Regions from separate parts of the Mus musculus genome. Here all the other regions are linked to region 2. The links are chromatin contacts, called in public HiChIP or PLAC-seq maps. All regions are on one chromosome and are shown on one strand. Each heading gives the region's core, a stretch centred on a gene start, on an enhancer-like site or on the middle of the called end of the contact. The rest is flanking DNA. Distances are from core to core; before and after follow the strand shown.

Evidence for each region. HiChIP or PLAC-seq counts read pairs in DNA pulled down with a chosen protein or histone mark.
Region 1: an H3K4me3 HiChIP or PLAC-seq map of embryonic stem cells shows a contact between it and region 2, with 15 read pairs. The contact joins the enhancer-like site here to the promoter of Wdr1 in region 2. A contact is called at or near these places in 1 of 39 promoter capture datasets (cranial neural crest), 6 of 484 Hi-C or Micro-C datasets (cerebellum and embryonic stem cells), 5 of 115 datasets of contacts at active chromatin or transcription factors (all in embryonic stem cells) and 1 of 9 other capture datasets (pancreatic islet).
Region 3: an H3K4me3 HiChIP or PLAC-seq map of the 230-238 cell line shows a contact between it and region 2, with 21 read pairs. The contact joins the promoter of Drd5 here to the promoter of Wdr1 in region 2. A contact is called at or near these places in 17 of 39 promoter capture datasets (the 3T3-L1 cell line, the C10 cell line, the HPC-7 cell line and 12 more), 3 of 15 datasets of contacts at CTCF or cohesin (the G1E-ER4 cell line, embryonic stem cells and large pre-B cells), 14 of 484 Hi-C or Micro-C datasets (the AML12 cell line, CD4 T cells, CD8 T cells and 10 more), 42 of 115 datasets of contacts at active chromatin or transcription factors (the 230-238 cell line, the HPC-7 cell line, the SCID.adh cell line and 27 more) and 4 of 9 other capture datasets (adipose tissue, embryonic stem cells, liver and 1 more).

Annotation. Positions count from the first base shown.
Region 1 is chr5:38,751,541-38,754,240 of GRCm38.p6, reverse strand. Clnk (cytokine-dependent hematopoietic cell linker) reads left to right here. Exons shown (of 19, transcript NM_013748.3): 9 at 1,449-1,474; 10 at 2,395-2,414. Among named protein-coding and RNA genes, the nearest start is that of Gm22779, 53 kb to the right of the region's middle. Within about 2 kb of position 1,305, at least 5 of the 459 cell types and tissues checked have an H3K27ac peak or open chromatin away from gene starts, as enhancers often do. A contact at or near this core is called in embryonic stem cells, where this site is marked.
Region 2 is chr5:38,560,162-38,562,963 of GRCm38.p6, reverse strand. Wdr1 (WD repeat domain 1) reads left to right here and starts at 1,265. Exons shown (of 15, transcript NM_011715.3): 1 at 1,265-1,448; 2 at 1,763-1,884. The coding sequence starts at 1,433.
Region 3 is chr5:38,318,112-38,320,854 of GRCm38.p6, reverse strand. Drd5 (dopamine receptor D5) reads right to left here and starts at 1,346. Exons shown (of 1, transcript NM_013503.3): 1 at 1-1,346. The coding sequence starts at 1,189. Gm26560 (a long non-coding RNA gene) reads left to right here. Exons shown (of 8, transcript XR_868375.3): 6 at 1,913-1,973; 7 at 2,348-2,587.

The DNA.
Region 1 (2,700 bases), core at 56-2,555, 190 kb before region 2:
GAGAGTGGCAAGAATACTAAACAATGCCTGAGAAAGCCCAGAATTCTAATAGAGACACAGAATAGACACACGTGGCATCAGGAAGGTCTACCATGCTTACTATGAAAGCTTCCTAGAATGAGGAAGGATGCTTTAAGTATGAGCTCCCCATCTAAAGTGACATCACAAGGTGCAGGGCAGTGCCTGCTGTTGGCAAGAACTCATGCTGGCATAGTCATCTGGGCATAGTGTTTCAGTATACAGTATAGTATTTCCTCTAAAACGTAAAATCAGATCCTGCAACCCAAGAATACAACCTGTCGTATCCATCCAAGGCATTGTTAGGATCTTGAAGAGCCATGTCCACTCCATCTCCCTACAGCATTATCCATAAAGCAAACCATGGAAGCAATCTGTCTGTCCTGCCTGGGTAAAAAGACAGTATACATCTATACAATGGAGTTTTACTCAGTCCCACAAGGGAGGGAAGCCTACCATTTGTGACTACATATATGGGTCTGGAGACAATACACTGGGTGAGACAAAGACACAGACAGATGCAATGCTGCACGCAGTCACATAGATAAACGTGAAACTGCATAGCTCATAGTAGCAGGAAGTGCAAGGTGGTTTCCAAGAGTAAGGATGAGGGATAGTGAGAGGGTGATGTTCGTGGGTCCTTAAGAGTCACACCACTCACAGTGATCTGCTTCTGTTTCTCTAGCTTGTGGAATGTTTAATTTCCCCGCATCTTAAATGCTTCATTCTGATAGGGTGGGTGGGAATGCAATAGATCCCTACACTAAAGGGTTCAGCATCATGCCTGGCAACTGATCAGATCCCAATAAGTATCATTAAGAGTGCCGTCAATCTTACTGAATATAGGAGTGGTTTCTATAGAAGCATATGTAAGCATTGAAAGGAAAAGAATTGGCTCACAACCCCCAAGACCAAGTTCTCAGCACTTAGGACATTTATTTGGCCCAAAGGGACAGAGGCCAGGGAATAAGAGACAAAGACAGAAAAAAAGAGGATAAGAAAGAAGCAGAAGGAAACAAGCAAGAGGGAGGAGGGGTATTTGTCACTGGGAGACAGAGGACAGAGAGGAGGCAAATGTGGCACATAGAAAAATAACAGTTTATAAAGGTAAAATGGCAAACACTGTTATGATGTGTTTAATTTTAATTGGGCATGTTAACTGGGTGAGCCAGAGGGGGCTCTGATAGCTAGACCTTGGTAGTCCGCCTCAGGAGGAGGAAGTGAACAGGGAAGGGAAAGCACCCTGGTGGCTAGCTTTAGGAATGTAATCTAATGGGTTTTAGCAAGACAAAGGGAAAGGAGAGAAGGGCAAGACCTGCCAGAGACCAGCTCTCCACCGCGCTTGAGCTGTCCAGAGTCCTTTCCAGAGTATTTGATGACATTTTCCAGTTTTCCACCGGGCTCATGGTCTTCTCTGTCTTATGTTTTAGGATTCAAATACACAAAAATAAACAAGGTAAGTGAAAAATATTAAAATGTACTTGTTACTCTTCAAAGGCGCAGACATACAGACACAGCAAGATGCAGCTTAAATGTCACTGGGAAACCGTGTTCTGGGATTTCAATCATTTTTTCCTTTTCATTGGTAAATCAAAACATTCTGGGGTTGGGGATTTAGCTCAGTGGTAGAGTGCTTGCCTGGCAAGCATAAGTCCTCGCTCCTTCGTCCTCCGTCCTCTGGTCCTAAACAAAAGAATAAGAGGAGGAGGGGAGGAGGAGAAGAAGAAGAAGGAAGAGGAGGAGGAAGAGGAGGAGGAGGGAGAAGAGAAAAGAGAGAAGGGAGAAGGGAGGGGGGAGAGGGGGAAGAAGGAAGTGGGAAGTGGGAAGAAGGAAGGGGGAAGAAGGAAAGGGGAAGAAGGAAGTGGGAAGAAGGAAGGGGGAAGAAAGAAAAGGAGAAAGAAGGGGGAAGAAAGATAAGAAGGGGGAAGAAGAAGGGGGAAGAAAGAAGGGAGAATTTGGGGGAAGAAAGAAGGGAGAAGAAGAAGAAGAAGAAGAAGAAGAAGAAGAAGAAGAAGAAGAAGAAGAAGAAGAAGAGGAGGAGGAGGAGGAGGAGGAGGAGGAGGAGGAGGAGGAGGAGGAGGAGGAGGAGGAGGAGAGGGGAGGGGAAGGGAGGGGAGGGGAGGGGGAGGGGAGGGGAGGGAAGGGGAGGGGAGGGGAGAAGAGAGGAGGAGGAGGGAGGGCAGAGGAGGGGAGGGGAGGGGAGGGGAGAACAGAGGAGGGGAGGGGAGGGGAGGGGAGGGGAGGGGAGGGGAGGGGAGGGGAGGGGAGGGGAGGGGAGGGGAGGGGAGGGGAGGGGAGGGGGAGGAGGAAAATTTTAATCAGTGGTCCTGCCCAAAAAATAGTGAATTTAACTCCTGGTTCTGTTTCCTTTCACAGACTCCTTTGCCACCTCCTCGGTAAGACATTAAAAATCACATTTGTGGGACTGGAGCAATGGTTCAGAGATTAAGAGCACTAGCTACTCTTTCAGAGGAACCAGGTTTGATCCCCAGCACCCACATGGTAGCTCAGTCCCAGGGGCTCTGAGGCCTCCACAGACACAGCACACACGTGACACACTGACAACACACAACCAAAGCACTCATACATATGAAATCGATTTTTATGAATTTAATCATTTTGTTTTGCTGTTAATTTAAATGATTTGTACCAGCTCCTGAAACAGAGAAGCACAGGCATTTG
Region 2 (2,802 bases), core at 16-2,515:
ATGGCTGGCCTCTACTCTGTCTTTCTGTCTCTACTATCCCCTCAACTCTCCTCCCCATGTCCTAAATAAGCTATTTCCATATTATACTGTTCTGTGGCTGGTACCTCAGGGGGAGGGGATGCCTCAGTTCAGGATGGGCCCTCAGAGGCACCCCTTTCCCCCACAACATACTGCACCTCCACCAAACATATCCCTGGCTTCTTTTTCTTTTCTTTTCTTTTTTTATATAAAACATAACAGGTGGGATCCCTAGACAAGCAATCCTGGCAAACAAAAGGTCACAGAGGGCAGGGGGTAACATTCATAGAACCTTAAAAATACTAGTCTATCAGCACAAGAGACTAGGTACTAAGGAAAACAGACTTTTCAAAAAATACTGAGGTTCCCACACAGGACCTACCGAGTACACTTAAACTCTTCTCTACGAAACCTGGGCACTCCTATAGGCTATAAATTCATTTAACTGCTAACTAGATGGCAGTTAAGATTAAGATAAGCTAGAGGAGAATCAGGTGGGTGTCCAGGTGAACCAGGAGAGTGGGGTGGGACTGGTCCGCAGGGTAATTAACAAACCTGGCTCCAAAGCAGAAATGGACTTTTTCATTTGCTGCAAATTCCTAAGAGCTCTCCTTTGAAAGCCCACTTTCCGGGTTTCCAACTAGGGCTTCAGAACTTTTCAATCAAGTAACCAGAGGACTTCATCTTGCCCTAATCAAAACCTGCGAGACTCAGAAAATTCCAGGTTTTGCTTTCTTTCCCTCTCCATGAAAAGAATTCCACCCTCACGCCCTCCCCAGAGCGTGTTAGGAAACAACCCCTGCCATCCTTAAGAATTACAGTTCTTTATTCTTGGCTTCTTTGCTACTAGGAAGTTTCATGCAGGAGGGAGAGGGAGTGAGACGGGGAAGTTCCTAAACATACCCAGTGAAAGGCAAACAAACAAAACCCCATACGCCCAGTGGCTTCAAGTCTTTTGCAAGCCGGGGCGCCAAGCTGGCGTTGGAAAGCTCGAGAAAGATCTGCTCCACAAGAAGGCTCCCGGTGCAAAGGCAGACAGCCCAAGAAAAAAAACCCTCCCGCCCCGCACCTACAACCCTCCGCGCCGCCTTTTCACGGGTCGCGTCACGTCACTTCCGGGGCGGGCCCGCAAGCGGGGCGGGGCGGTGTCCGCGCAGGCTCGTGGGGCTGCAGCCTCCGAGCCGAGCGCTTGACTATATATGGTCAAAGCTGGGGGCGAGCCGCGCCGGGGCCGCGCTTCCGGGTTGGGTTGTCCGCAGCGGTAGCGCGCGGGGCAGGCGCGTACGGGTCTCGGAGCCGGGTCTCGGACCGCCCCCTCCGCGCCCGGCACGCCCGGCGCCGCCTTCCGCGCTGTCCCTGGGCTCGGCCACTGCGAGGTTCCACTCGAGCGCAGCGCCGTAACAAGTGGGCGAGGATGCCGTACGAGATCAGTGAGTGCGTGGGCCTCCGCGCGCGGCCGCCGGCTTCTGGGGTCGGGTGCAGGCGGGAGGGCGCGGCCGGGGTCTTGCACGGCCGCGGGGGTGCGGGCCGGGGACCCCGGAGTGGGCGTTGTGGACTGGGCCGGCCGAGCTGCGGGAGGGACCCCGGGGCCTGACCGCCGCCGCCCGGGAAGTCCGCCGGTCGTGCCCGCAGGCGGCAACAGGTGACCGGCTCGGGACCCCCAGCGCTGACTGACTGCAACTCCCTGGGTCCCGCGAGGCCGGGATTGCCCCTCATGCACCGTGCCGGGTTTGTATCTCCCCAGAGAAGGTGTTCGCCAGCCTCCCCCAGGTGGAGCGGGGCGTCTCTAAGATCCTCGGTGGAGACCCCAAGGGCGATCATTTCCTCTACACCAATGGCAAGTGCGTCATCCTAAGAAACATCGATGTGAGTACTCTTGTGCCCGGCGGGGCCTGCTTCCGTCCCTACCCTGCGAGCTACCTTCAGAGTCGGGAAATTCTTGCCCTTCCGCCCCCTCACCTCCCAGTCAGTTGGCCTGGGGAGAGGGGAGCCACGCCCCTTCTGCCCAGGAGCCACACCTTGGAGGCTCAGTGGACTGGACTGGACTGGTGGTGGTGTCATCCACCTCTACCCCCACAGCCCCGTAGACTGGCAAACTAAGACTTGGGTCTCTTCAGTCCTTAGAGCCAAGGGCTTTGAGTCTGCTGCTGCTTGATCATGGGGTGGCTGTTGATTGGCCCTTCCTGAGCCCAGTTTCCGCATTGGGGAAATGGAGATAGGGAAATGATCCTCCACTTCCCCTGGCTGCCTTGGCTGGCTGAATGAGCTGGTCAGCTGTCCTAATGCTGTCTGTACCTGGCATAAATGGAGCACTTGGTAAATGGCCCTTGTGCTTAATCATCCTAATACCCTGGGCTTCCTGGTATGCTAGAGCCCAGGCCTACACACCCTGTCCTCTGAATGCCAACTGTTACAGACTTGAGTCTCTGAGAGGAAACAGGAACTAGTGAATTCCTCTGGATGGTTCTCTGAAAATGACCTGCTGTCCCCAGAGCAGCAGCTTTTTGGGAGGCCCTTGCAAATTCATGTTTTTTTCCTCTGGTTGTTGAAATGAGTCAGTCTGCTGGGCCTCCTCTCCATTTCCAGGATGTGGCTCAAATCTTGTCTCTCCCGTGCTCAGGCCTGAGGAATGGTGTAGGGTAGAAGCTGAAGGCTGGACTTAGGGCTATGCTTGGCAAAGGGCTGCTAGAGGGGTGGAGGGTTTGATTGACTCTTCCACCAAGGCTGTCACCTTCAGCTCCTGCACGCCAGGAACATCATTAGTCAGGTGAAGTAGCTCATGAC
Region 3 (2,743 bases), core at 97-2,596, 240 kb after region 2:
AGACCGTGTCTTGGTTGTAGGAAATAAGTTCATTACTGATGTTTACCGTCTGCACGGGGGTCCGGAAGCAGAGGTGGCTGCACCCCAGCAGCTGGGCGAACACCTTCCGGAAGTCTGCATTAAAGGCATAGATGATGGGGTTGAGAGAGGAGTTGGCCCAGCCAAACCAGACGAATATGTCGAAGGTGGTCTCGCTGACACAAGGGAAGCCAGTCCTTGGGCCCTGGGCATCTCCACTGCTGCAGAAGGGAACCATACAGTTCAGGATGAAGAAAGGCAACCAGCAGCACACGAAGACCCCCATGATCACGGACAGGGTTTTGAAGACCTTGGTCTCCTTCTTGATGGATGCTCGCAGGCTGGGGTCAGGTTCGCAGGCCCCACGGCTCCGGCAACTCTGAGCATGCTCAGCTGCCCTTTCTAGGGAGGAGATACGGCGGATCTGAACCTGTGCAATGCGGTAGATGCGCGTGTAGGTCACTATCATGATGGCTACCGGGATATAGAAGCTGATGAGCGACGAGGAGATGGCGTAGGTTCGGTTCAGGCTGGAGTCACAGTTCTCTGTTCTCCCGTCTAGCTCCCAACCTTCCTCCCAGGGTGTCTCATTGGACAGCAGGCCCTCTCGGCCCTGGGAGCCTGCCTTGTCTCTGTGCCAATTGAGTTGGACCGGGATAAAGGAGATGAGGATGGACAAGGTCCAGGCCAGGGCCACCATGACCAGGGCTACACGCTGGGTCATCTTGCGCTCGTAGCGGAAGGGTCTGGAAATAGCCCAGTACCGGTCCACGCTGATGATACACAGATTCAGGATGGAAGCAGTGGAGCACATGATGTCAAAGGCCACCCAGATGTCGCAGAATGCCCCAAAGGGCCAGTACCCGGCCACCTCAGCCACGGCCTTCCAAGGCATGACCAGCAATGCCACGAAGAGGTCTGAGACGGCCAGAGATACGATGAAGATGTTGGTCATTTTGGCGCGCAGGTGGCGGCTGCGGACGATAGCAGCACACACTAGGACGTTGCCGAGCAAGGTCCAGACGATTAAGAGAGTCAGGAGGCCAGCGGTGACCACCTGCGCGGGTCCCAGTGGGGCTGCTGAGCCCCCGGGGGCGTCCACCTGCGCCAGTTGCCTCTGCAACCCCAGCCGCGCCCGATGTGCGGTGCCATTGCGCCCAGGAGGCAGCATGTCGCGCTGGGTAGCTCGGGCTCACTGCGTGCGATCCCAACTTCGCCCCTGCGCCCCGCGGAAGGCCCCATCGGGCACCCCAGAGGGTGCTCCCGGCCCTGCAGCTGACCGTCCCCAGACCCGAGGGGCGCTCACCCTGCACTGCTTGGGATCCTTTAATGGTATCAGTCTTGCGCGCCTCTAGTCCCCAGGATGGGACAGGAAGCGACCGGTGCTCGCGGGCCGATCCTGTCGGCAGCGCGCCGGACGGCGGCTGCCGCTGCGTCTGGTTCTGAGTCGTAGAAACGCAGAGCGGCCGCCAACGGGGGCGGGGTCCAGAGTCGCGGGCACCGGGCGATCTCTCTAGCGCGGTGGCTGCCACGGCACGGGCGCCCGCCCGCTCCTATCAGCCACGCTTCTGCGGCCCGCGCGCCCTCCCACCTGCGTCCTGGAATTGTGACTCTGCTGTCTTCTTCCAACTTTAGAGGCCACACACAGATCCGAGAGTGGCCTCGGTGCCATACCCTCGCCCCAAGCCCAGGAACTGGCTTCTCCCAAACACCAGGTGCCTCTCCTGGACCACCTCTGGGTGAAGAAGTGGATCGCAGAGGCCTCTAGACAAACCAGACTTGGAGAATAAGGGGAAGGCCTTCGATGTCACAACCTTATCCCAAACCCCTATTCTGGGTCACAGGACCCTGAATTCTCTACTCAGCTTTTCTGGTTCTTGGTTTCTTCTCCTAGAAAGAGAGACAAAAAGGTCCCCTTCCTGGGTGCGCAAGGATTTGAGAGAATCACCCAGAAGGTAATCCGGTGAGAGTATCCCCTAATCCCACCTCCTCCCCTCACGCCTGAGACTCAGGCCTCCTCAAGATCACCCCTCCTTTCTCTCCTTTCCTAATTTCAGACGTTCTCAATTTACTGAAGGGGCAGGGAGGGGGTGGAGGGGGCTGATGATTCAGTGTGTTTCACAGAAACTTAAAACTGTAAGAACCCAACCTGGAGAGGGAAAGTGGGGGCGGGGGAGGACTGTGGGGAAAGAGTGGAGAGAGAGCAGTGTTCCCAGGCCTTAGCACTTCTCTCACACACAAGTCTCGAGATGTTCCTCTCTCCCTGGTGGTGTTGAGCTCAGATGAAGTGAAAGCAAGCACCTGACGGTTGGTTGCTCTTCCCCTGCAGGTGTTGCCTCCTGTTCCCGCTGCTTGCCCTCCTCCCAGAAGCACTTGCGCTTTGAGCATCTCCCTGGGGCCCTTGCATCTGAACCTCCAATACCTTTGCATCTTTCACCTTGCTCCCATCTTTCTGCTGGGGGAGACGGACAGACCACCTGTCCGCGTGCCAGAGCGCGAACTGGACAGTCATCCTTCACTCGTGCCTCTCCTCTCTGTGGCTGGTGGCCTTGTCTCTGGTTTCATTAAGGTATCACCATCCCAGCCTCAGAGGCACTGACCTGCCCTGGTCACAAGCCCACCCTCCACTCAACCACAAGCAGAGTTCTCATTCTGCTTTTTGGTTGGATAGATTCTAGCATGGTTCCTCCCGACAGAGAAGTTCCCAACAGCTCCCCTTTGGCCA